2 separate regions of the Mus musculus genome follow, and region 1 is linked to region 2. The links are chromatin contacts, called in public ChIA-PET maps. All regions are on one chromosome and are shown on one strand. The core of a region is the stretch at or near the end of the contact, and the rest is flanking DNA. Distances in the headings are between cores, read along the strand shown.

What was found. ChIA-PET counts read pairs in DNA pulled down with a chosen protein or histone mark.
Region 1: an RNA polymerase II ChIA-PET map of memory CD8 T cells shows a contact between it and region 2, with 26 read pairs. The contact joins two enhancer-like sites. A contact is called at or near these places in 9 of 484 Hi-C or Micro-C datasets (CD4 T cells, CD8 T cells, embryonic stem cells and 1 more) and 10 of 115 datasets of contacts at active chromatin or transcription factors (bone marrow-derived macrophages, embryonic basal ganglia, embryonic hindbrain and 5 more).

The regions. Positions count from the first base shown.
Region 1 is chr10:85,622,302-85,627,444 of GRCm38.p6, reverse strand. It overlaps Btbd11 (BTB (POZ) domain containing 11), which reads right to left. Exons shown (of 17, transcript NM_028709.2): 5 at 2,377-2,542; 6 at 159-248. Among named protein-coding and RNA genes, the nearest start is that of Gm40731, 35 kb to the right of the region's middle. Within about 2 kb of position 2,369, at least 52 of the 459 cell types and tissues checked have an H3K27ac peak or open chromatin away from gene starts, as enhancers often do. A contact at or near this core is called in memory CD8 T cells, where this site is marked.
Region 2 is chr10:85,356,352-85,361,454 of GRCm38.p6, reverse strand. No RefSeq gene overlaps it. Among named protein-coding and RNA genes, the nearest start is that of Gm34712, 11 kb to the right of the region's middle. Within about 2 kb of position 1,639, at least 15 of the 459 cell types and tissues checked have an H3K27ac peak or open chromatin away from gene starts, as enhancers often do. A contact at or near this core is called in memory CD8 T cells, where this site is marked.

The DNA.
Region 1 (5,143 bases), core at 1,120-3,619, 270 kb before region 2:
CTTTGTGTAGCTACTTGGGACTTTGGCTGGGGCCTCAGAAAGGTCACCATCTGCCAGGTGGTTTCGTCAGGGCTTCGGCCACTGGAAGGATGAGATGTGAAGGTGACTGGGAAGGGAAAGTATGGGCTGGCAGGGCCTGCAGCCCTCCGCACCCTCACCTCCACATTCAGGTCAGCTCCGGCATCCAGCAGCATCTGCACCATTGCCTCGTCCCCACGGACGCAGGCGTACATCAAGGGGGTCATACCCTGCGGTGGTTAAAAACCAGAGACGGAGACGTTTACAAGGTGGCCGTGGTCAGTTGACAAACACATGGAGCATCTTATTGGACTCAGACTCTGGCAGGACAAAAGAGTCAGTGTGGAGCCCTGTCACACACAGGGTCACAACCTTCCACATTCTGGAAACTACAGGGGAGGAGTGAGGGGAGGTGAACATCACCTTTTGTGATTGTGGCTTAAGTTGGAGGGTTTTCACAGTACAACAAACCTATGTGTGTCTTTACAACCAGTGGCTGATTGGGATGTGGTGGGGGTGGGTCTCACAGGAATTTTCTGGATTCTGTAACATCAACCCCTAAAGTATTTAATTATGATGACTACAGTGTCTTTGACATTTGTCTCTTCGAAGCATGACAAGGCGTCCTTGCTGCTCTGTATGAGCCTTGGGTCAGACAGAGTCAATGGTCACTGGATATCCCTGTGGTTGCTTTCACTGACATCTGCTCTGATATCACTCTATACAAGTCAAGGCACTGAGGCAGGATGGCCTTCAGGAAAACTTCCCCTTCTCCGACTCCTGCTCATCACAAACCGAGCATCACAACCAACAGGAGGAAGGGGTGGGGCTCTCCATCCAAAGGGCTGTGAAGGCAGTTATTTGGGAAGATATTCATGCTACAGCCTTGTCTCACACTATACACCAGTATAACAATTTTTTACTAGAGATAGTCAGAAAGAATTAAAATTGTAAGCAATGCCAAGTTGGTTTCTGCCCCTGTCTCTAGGCAGAAAGGGGATGAAGTATAGCATACATGAGAGGGGCTCTAGCACTGCACATCGCTGTGGAACTGAAAACTTTACGGGCAAAATTCCAACGTCAACGACAAACTGAGATACCTTGGTTCCACTAAAGGACTTCGTGCCCTGATACAGGAAGAATTCCTCTAAGAAAACAAGAAAACAGTAAAAAATGCTGATAAAAAGCAGGCAAAAGGAAAGTGGACTAGCAGGGAATACATATATAACTAGAGGTGTGCAAAGACTAGTCAGACTCCTAGGGGGAGGGGCAGTACTGAAGACTGAGAATTCAGGAAAGGCTGGTACATTTGAGACACTTCTGTTTTAAAGAAACATTTCCCCAAGGAAATAGAGATTGGAACAAAGATTTGTGTAAGTGTGCTTAGCTCAGCACTAGTCACAAACACTTTAAATATATGATGGGGGAAGGATGGTTAATAAACAAATAGTAATCACTTTATAGAGACACTAAAAGCGACTTAAAAAAGAATATTCATTGACATTGTAAGGTATCTGGAATGTAAAATACTGAAAAAATAAAACAGATAAATAAGTCCCTGGTTTTAAACATACAAGATACACATGATTGTGTACTGAGGATCCCTGACGTTGTCCAAGAAAGTGATTAGCTGTCATTATACAGTCCCTTCTATTCCCTTCGTGGGAGCTCTTTGCAAGAGCTGCCTGTGGAAGAAACAGCCCCATCTGTCCCTTGTAACAGCACTCAGGATTCACACTGAGAATGGCTGTCCATTTGCACGGTCTATGACACCACCACATCCCCAAAGTCCCCTCTGTGACTTGTGGTTGCCTCTCATGGCACCATGTTCAGAATCTGGTTGGTGCTGCCCTATCTGAATGTGCTCTAGGGTCCCCAGACTGACTTTGGTGTCTTTAAACACACCCACCCTAAGAGCACAGTGCGCATGGCCTAGATCTGTCTGGAGCCAACAGCAGACTGGCAGAGAAAAGCCTTTAACATGCCAGTAAAGAGACTTGAAGGTTGCAGAGTCCTAAATACAAACGATGGCCAACCTAGGGGCTCCATCTCCTTTCTGGAACAGGTCTGGTTTTCATTCCTTTTTAAATTTCAGCTGCGACAATCATGTGAGATTTCCATAAAGATGGGCAAGTGTATTTTTAGAAAATTAAAACCAAACCAAACCAAAAACCCCCAAACACTAAGAGAGAGAGAGAGAGAGAGAGAGAGAGAGAGAGAGAGAGAGAGAGAGAGAGAGAGAGAGGCAGGGGAGGGGCATTAATTTTTTTAATCGATCAGCAGAGGGAGCCTGTGTCCCGTCAGCTGCTCGCGCCCAGGCTAAGCACGGGAGGAGATGAGGTCCAAGCAGATTGGTACCTGTTCGCTCATGGTGTTGATTCCATCCGGCCCCAGCAAAGACACTGCCTGCTTCACCAGGTCGGTCCGTCCACAATTCAGCATCCGGAAGCCCAAGTCCTGCTTGAACTTGGCTTCGATGGCCACGGCGTCCAGCTTCCGAGAAGCACAAAAGCAGTCGTCCGCCCTGAGGGGTGGGGAGGGAGAGATGGTCACGTGGGTGCAGCCGCTTTTCCCCCCAGGATCTGGTCCCTGAGATCAAACGTCTTAGCAACCCCCACCGAGCACCTGAGATCCTCGCGGGCTTTTCCTAGGTTTTTGCCTTTTCTAGGTTTCCATTTAAAAGAACTGCCTCAGCCTGCACGGGTGGAGCACTCTTTACTCCTGGAACTCGGGAGGCAGAGGCTGATAGGTCTCTGAGTTCGAGATCAGCCTGGTCTATAACGTGAGTTCCAGGACAGCTAGGACTACATAGAGAAACCCTGTCTCAAAAAACCCAACCAAACAACTGGTGTCTCACTCCGCGCCCGCCCCCCCCGCCCCCCCCCCCCCAATTTCTGGCGGTTCTAAATCCTGTCTTTACTGAGCTTAGGTGTGGTCCCTCAGTGTGCCAGTAGAATCCTCAGCTAAGAATCATTTCATTATGCAAATATTTAGGCATTTTTTAAAAAAATAGGTTAGGTTCTCTGCTGAATGTTTTATCTGAGTTGTTACATTCGGGTCCCACACAATAGAAGGCATAATTCCTATGGGGGGACTGTCCAAAAAACAGGAATGAGGAATCTTTCTGAGGCTACCCCATCTATAAGTGATAGCTTGGATTTGAACCAGAGAAGCATGTGTGGAGAACCCGTCTTCGGATCTTCTGTGCCACTCTAGCTCCCGAGTGCAGAACCTACTGCTTTCCTGTTCACTTGACTGAGCCCTCATACTTGGCTGTGGACTTCTGAGCAGGCATTTGCCTGGGTCCATTCCAGTGACAGAGGAGACAGGGGGCATTAAGACAGGAGAGTGGACAGAGCTCAGGATGGACTCTCTCCTTTCAAAATAGAACAAGCTGGAGAACTTGCTAGATGAAATGAGAGATGGCAAGGTGCTTCAGCAAGCCACTTCAGGGAGCAAGAGGCTAGGCCAGGAAACGAGGGAGGAAACCAATGAGAGAGGGTGATACAGGCTTCATGTTGAAAGAATGTTAGTACCTTCTCCCAGTCCCCATGAACTGGTCAATAATCACTCAACAATAATCAAGCAACAATGTGTTGATTGAGTGCCTGTTAGGGTCATGTCAGCAGCCCTGCGCTGGAAGCCCACAGTCTGGTAGAAGACAAGCATGAAGACAGTCCGGAGAAGACAAGCATAGGCCATATTCTCATGTATCTCATACAAGTATTTAGGGTTCGGTGGTTCTCTCTCTAAATAAAAAATGTTATGAAACTATAAGCCCCTTTGCACCACACACAGCCTAGGGGAGCCTAGGCTTCCTCGGAAGGTGGCCCTTGAGCTGTGGTTGTAGGTATGGGGAGAGGAATGGCAGAAGACAAGAGCACTCTGTGCAGAGCCAGCAGGAGCAAGGGTCCAGGTGAGACATGGCAGGGTATTTGAGGCTATCCACAGAGCCCAGTGTTTCTAGGGCATTAACCTCTGGGCAATCTGTGCCAGTTGCTGAGAGAGGAGGGGCAAGACCACAGAGACCCTTCAGCTACACAGCTGCCTGTGTGGTGGGAGAGGATGGAGGGACCCCAGGGCCTGGCTTCAAACATGACATTGACATCCTAAACACTGAATGGAGCTGTGCCTTACAGCTTCTCGGTCCAGTACGCGTGGGCTTTGAACTTGTCAAGCATTGCCAGATTAGGCAAATATAAATGCTAGATCAAAGGTGCGTGGGGCATCTTTATACCAAAGCTTTATTCATTGTTTATCGAAGATGGAAATTTAACTGGGTTTCCTCTTTTATCTTTTGAAGGGCAGAGCTAAACATGCAGAGAAACTCAGGATCCCTCACCTTTAGTGTGGCGGCCAACTTCATCCTAAGGGCTAATGGTCCCCACATCTGCCCAAGGAGACATTGTGGCATCAGGGTAACAAGGCAAGACCCCAGAACACAGATCACAGAGGCCTCCAGGGGGAGTAAGTGTGAATCTATGCATGTTAGTCTAAAGTACACGTGCATGCGTGTGTGTGCATGTGTGTGTGTGTTTAAATCTCTGGGAGTCATCCGACTTGATTCATTGCATAAACAACCTTTCTTCTGCTAGATGCTAGCAATGTTGGAAAAGGCTGCTTTGTGGAGTCGCTTAGTTCCCATCCCGGGGAAAGATCTCGAACATTGGAGGAGGGTCAGGGAGTGTGGAAGACTGATTTTGTGGCAGGAAATGGCTGTTACACCTGTATTCATAGTAGCTGTGATTATTGGTTCAAGATCTGTACAACCTGGGACTTGTCAACACTTCACATGGGATACGGGTAAGGTTTCAGGAGGACCCACCATTCTCTGAGGGCAAATATGTAATTAACAGTTTCTGGGTAGGGGCTGGGGAGGGAGAAATTTTCACAGTGATGTAGCCATTGGTAATGTGGCCACGCTCCTGTAAACAACTCTAACAAGACTCACTGGGTTATTAAAAACAGAACAAACACCATGGAAACAGAAGAGGGGTTGTTTGGAAAGAGGGAGGGGCTTAGCAGTGGGGGAGGGGCAGAAGAGTGACAGAGTTGGGGATATGATCAAAATATATAATTTATAAGTATGGAAAATGTCATGATGAAGTCCAGTGTGTATAACTGA
Region 2 (5,103 bases), core at 390-2,889:
TTGGTTAGATTTATCCCCATCTTCCTCCCCTCAGATCCTCCCACCTCCCTCCCAACTTTCTTTTTTTAAAAAAAAATAGTCCATTAAGACTAATTAGTGCTACCTATATGTGCATGTGTATAGGGTCTTCCACTGGGACCTGAGCAACCAACCGATCGATTGCAAATTTCTCCTCTCCAAAAAAGAATGCCTCTTCCTCCATCAGCAGCCATCAGCTGCCATTATCTCCTCAGCTAGGGATGGGCCACTGGGAGTCCCTCCCCTGCACTGTGCTGAAATTTTTCGTTCTCTTGATCTCAAGGAAGTTTTGTGTGGGTAGCCACAGGTACTGTGAATTCATGTATGTGACAGCCATAACACATTCAAAGATAGTAGTCTTCCCACCTTCAGGCTCTTAGAAGTCTTTCCATCCCCTGTTCCATTGTATCCCCTAATCCTTGAGAAGGGTGGGATGGAGTAGTAATTTAGACAGCCCATCAACAGGTGAGTACTCAGAGTTGCTTATTGTCAGCCATCACTTTCTTCCTTAATTATTCATTTTACATCCTGACCCAAGCCCCCTTCCTCTTCTCCCAGTCCCTCCCACAGCACCTCCCCTTTCGAAACCTCCTCCCCCTTTTCTCTAAGAAGGGGGACGCACCCCTGGGTATCAACCCGCCCTGGTACATCAAGTCACAGCAGGACTAGACGCATCCTCTCCCACTGAGGCACCATTTTTATGGGTGCTTAGGAGGTGTCAATCCTTGGGCTGCACTCTGTGATTTGGAAGGTCTTGTAGAGACACAAAACCTTCCCTTCTGGGTTCCTTTGGTTCCTCTGGCTATTTTTATCATGTTGCTTCATCAACTTGCCACTCTTCAAAAGCCTTACACCATGACAGACAGGAGCCAGGTCTTGTTTGCTGTCCACTGATGCACCCTCAGTATCTCTCATCCTATCCAGACGTTGCAAACACCAGATAGACATTTGGAGAAAGGAAGAAATGCTTTGATGTGTATCGACAGACAATGATTTAAATGCATTAGTGTTGCCTCGTCGGCACCATAAACTCATTGGAAACAGGAAGAGCCTGACATTTCTTTTGGCATTTACTAAGGTGCCCAGCAATTCTGTGCATGTAATTACTCCTGTATTCTCATGAATAATTATTGAACCCCTCCTATGAAGAAGGCACAAGGCCGTAGCACTGAAAGGCATCCTGTCTCTTGGGACTGACAGGGGGAAAGACAATCAGATCATTAATGAAGCATCAATCCCGTCAGTACACAAGCACTCGTGGGGAAAGCACAATAGCTGATTACTCTCCCCTCCCTCTTTACTCTCTATCAGAATCCTGGTGTAACTCGGAGGCCAGAGCCCCACTTCCTAGTGATTTCCATAAAATACTTGAGTCCAATGAACTGCTTTGACCCTTCTGTTTCCTTCTTATCAAGCAGAGGTTTGGTCATGTGACCCAGTCTGGCCAATAGGTCTGGCTACAAGGGTCTGCCAGTGGGCTTCTGGGAATTATTTTCCTCCCTGTTAAAATAGAAAGCTACTTTGAAGGAAGAAGTCCAGTTGCTCTGTACTAAGTGCTTGGATGTGGTCACGTGACAATATGATAGCAGCTGTTATAACAGCCATCTGTGACACTAAGGGAACACATTGTTGACACATTGGTGTTGAGCTGTATGTATCTGAGCTGCTGTCTGTTAGAATCTTAAGAAGAGTAACTCCCTTAGTTTCCTCTGTGGTTTGGTTTGCTTTGCTTTGGTTTGGTTTTGGTTTGTTTGTTTCAAGACAAGGTCTCGCTCTGTAGCTCTGAATGTTCGGGGATTATGTATACTAGACTGGCCTCAAACTCAAAGAGTTCTGCCCACCTACTGAGTGCTGAGATTAAAGGTGTGTGTCACTCTGCTCAGCTTCCTCTGTGCCTTAAACAGCTGAGAAGACAGATAATAAAGACAGGTGACAGACCAGCAAACTGTTGTCATGACTGAATGCTCACTGTGAGCCTATAGTCTCAGGGCTGGACCCAAGCTTCACTTTAGGCAACTTCAGCACTAGTAATAGACTGCATCTTAGATAACTAAGTGAACACGTGATGCTCTGTCTCCAGAGGAGTCTCACAAACTTCCCAAACAGATACGCTGTCCTCCTCAGGATGAACTGAGCAAAGAGACGAACTGCCCACAATTCATGGCGGCTGAGCATCTTGCACATGGAAAGAAGCATCAAGAAGGAACACGGACACACCCTCTCATCAGCCGCTGCATGACTGAGCTACACGCCATACATGTTCTCAACCTCAGGACTGCCTTCAAAACTCGACACAGAGACCCCTATGAGTAAAGCTACCTTTTGCCAGGCGTGCTGTTGACTGTGATCAAAACATCCTCACCAGTTTAAGCATCAGAAAGGAGAAGCAAAGGATGCTGGGAGGAAGCATGCCAAAGGGAACTTATTTTGACTTGGTGAGGGATGGAGAACATCTTTAAATTCATGCCACTTTTACCTGACCCAAAAGGAGAGGAGGAAAAGGCTTCAAAGACAAAGGAAGCAGCGTGTGAGGAGATCCGGAGGCATCAAAGAAAGGCTGGTGTGGTTGAAGTGGACTCTGAGGGAGGGATCGTGAGATTGAATGCTGGGGAGAGGCAGATGTTGAACCTTAGCTTTGTAGAAGGGATGCAGAAGTGGGCTTCTCAGGGGACAATAGAGAGATGGAGTTTTACAAACAAGAGTGCTCGTTAAGGAGGGACCAGCTTATGTGTGAGGGAAGGGTAAGGAATGACCTAGGCGTAGACTGAGCGACTCAACAACAGCTGGCCCTAAGCGGAGTTCTGGGCTCAGAAAAGCCCTTCAGAAGCTGTTGCAGGATAGGTTAAGATAGCAAGAACTCTGTTTCTCCACAGAGAACCATCATTGTATGTAGGGTCTCTGGGGTGGGAGGTACTGCCACCAAGATCGTCCCTTGAAACGATGTTTTGAACGTTGTCTCTTGTGTCCTGTAGAACATTTAGCAGCCATTTTTGGCCCCCATGTAAAAACAGCATCATTTCCTTCCACTATGACAATCAGAACTTTCCTAAACATTGCCAAATGTTTTCTGGGGGCAAAATTAGGGATTTAGCTTAAAATATCTTAATTGCTTAAAGACAAAACATATCATATAAAAAGCACATACTTTGGACCAAATCTTCAAAAATCCCTGAACTTCTTTAGGATGGGACTGAGCTTTGCTTGAATGTGTGGTGACGTCACAGAGGGAAGGAAGATGGTGGCTGCAATGAGACCGGTGAACATGGCAGATTCACACAGATACAAATGCAGCAGCCACCTCCCCTCCCTCCATCTCTCCCTCCTCCTCTCCCTCCCTTTCTCCCTCCTTCCTCTGCCCATCATCGGCTGACTGTAGACTCCGACCTGGTGAGTTATAAGAATAAAAGCAAGATCACAGTCCGGTGTCTTCCCACCTTCTCCCTAACCAGCTCACCTCCTTCCTGTGTGATCTTTTCTTTGGAGTGGAGGAGCAATGTATTTTGCCAAAGCCAACCCAGCTACTGCCTTCTCCACTCATCGTTTAACTCTTTGGATGAGGCCTGGGCTATGTTCTTAAGTCTGACTTAATGGACATCCTGTTAAGCTTTGATCCAGTGAAGGGTTAACCAAGTGTCTTCACCTTGTAGGAATGAGCTGTCAGAACTGGAAGCCTGAGAGTGAAGACACTTGGACATAGGATTCTGATTCCTGTGGGAGGTGTCAAATGAGGATTTTGGGGTCATTGTAGTTTCCTCCACCAACAATAACTGCTCTTTCATCCGAGAAGCAACTCCTTTAACGGAAGCTACTAGAAAATGCTCCCTAAGCCAGCCTCGGGGCTCACCACGGCCACACAAAAGGTACTAGTAGGCAGGCCAGTTTCTCCTGGTCATGATAATTGGGTCAGTAAGGATCATGTGATCTCAGATAAGATTTATTTTCTTTCTGGCCACATTGGACACCTCTTCTGACAGAGGTCTAAAGACCTACCTTCTGATCTTATGTTTGGCCAAAATTTCCATGTTTCTTTTCACCTCAGGCTGTTTGGTTTATAAGTTTGTAAAAGAGGTCAAGGGCTCGGGAGATGGCCCAGTTGGTAGTGTTTGCTTCAAAAGCACACGGATATGACTTCAACACCCAAACCTGCAACACCTGGACTGTGTGTGGTGGCATGTGGTGATCCCAACACTGGAAGGTGGAGACAGGGGCTTACAGGCCAATCAACTTTGTCTACTGGGTAAACTGTCTACTGGGTAAGTTTTAGGCAAATGAGAGACTAGCACAAAAAGGAAGAAGGATGAATCCTAAGCAATGACATCTGTGTCACCTTCTGGCCTCCATCTGCACATGGATACACTAACTGGTGTGCATGTCTCTGTGGTGAAAGAAAATGAAGAAGCTGAGTTGAGTTTCTGTTTTTCACAAGGGAAAGTTTCTGATCAACATAGATTTACCAAATCAAGGTCCAGATCTGTCTGTCTGTCTGTCCATCTGTTCATCTGTCCTTCCATCCATCTATTTATACATATATGTATATATGTATATGCGTGTGTGTGTCTGTATATGTTGATATATATATATGACATCAGATTCTAGAATAACAAAGGACAATTTTAGACACTCATTCTTATGGTCATGTAATTAATATATACTAAATGTCTGCTAGTCTAGATAGCACAATAATAATGAAGAGTATAATTTGATGAGTTAGAGTCTTGGGTTCCAATCACAGTTTTACTTCCTTGTGGTATGTAGCAGTAAATTTTCTGATGCCCAATTTCCTCGTATCATCAAATAGAAGTTAAAATAGCAATTTGTGTAATATAGCCTATTTCAACAGCATCAAGTCTAGCATATTACAGACACGTTCAAAATAATAGTTCAAAATGTATATAATACATAAAGGAAGATAATAAGGGGATTCACCAGACTATCCAGCTATCTAAAGACTCAAACTACCTTATGCCCAGATTGACTGAAATTCCATTAAAGAAGTGAAGAATTTATACCTAGCTTACCATAGTCATATGAGGCAATCAATGTATGAAGAAAAATAGGTTTTTTGGCTCATGGTTTTAGGGGCTT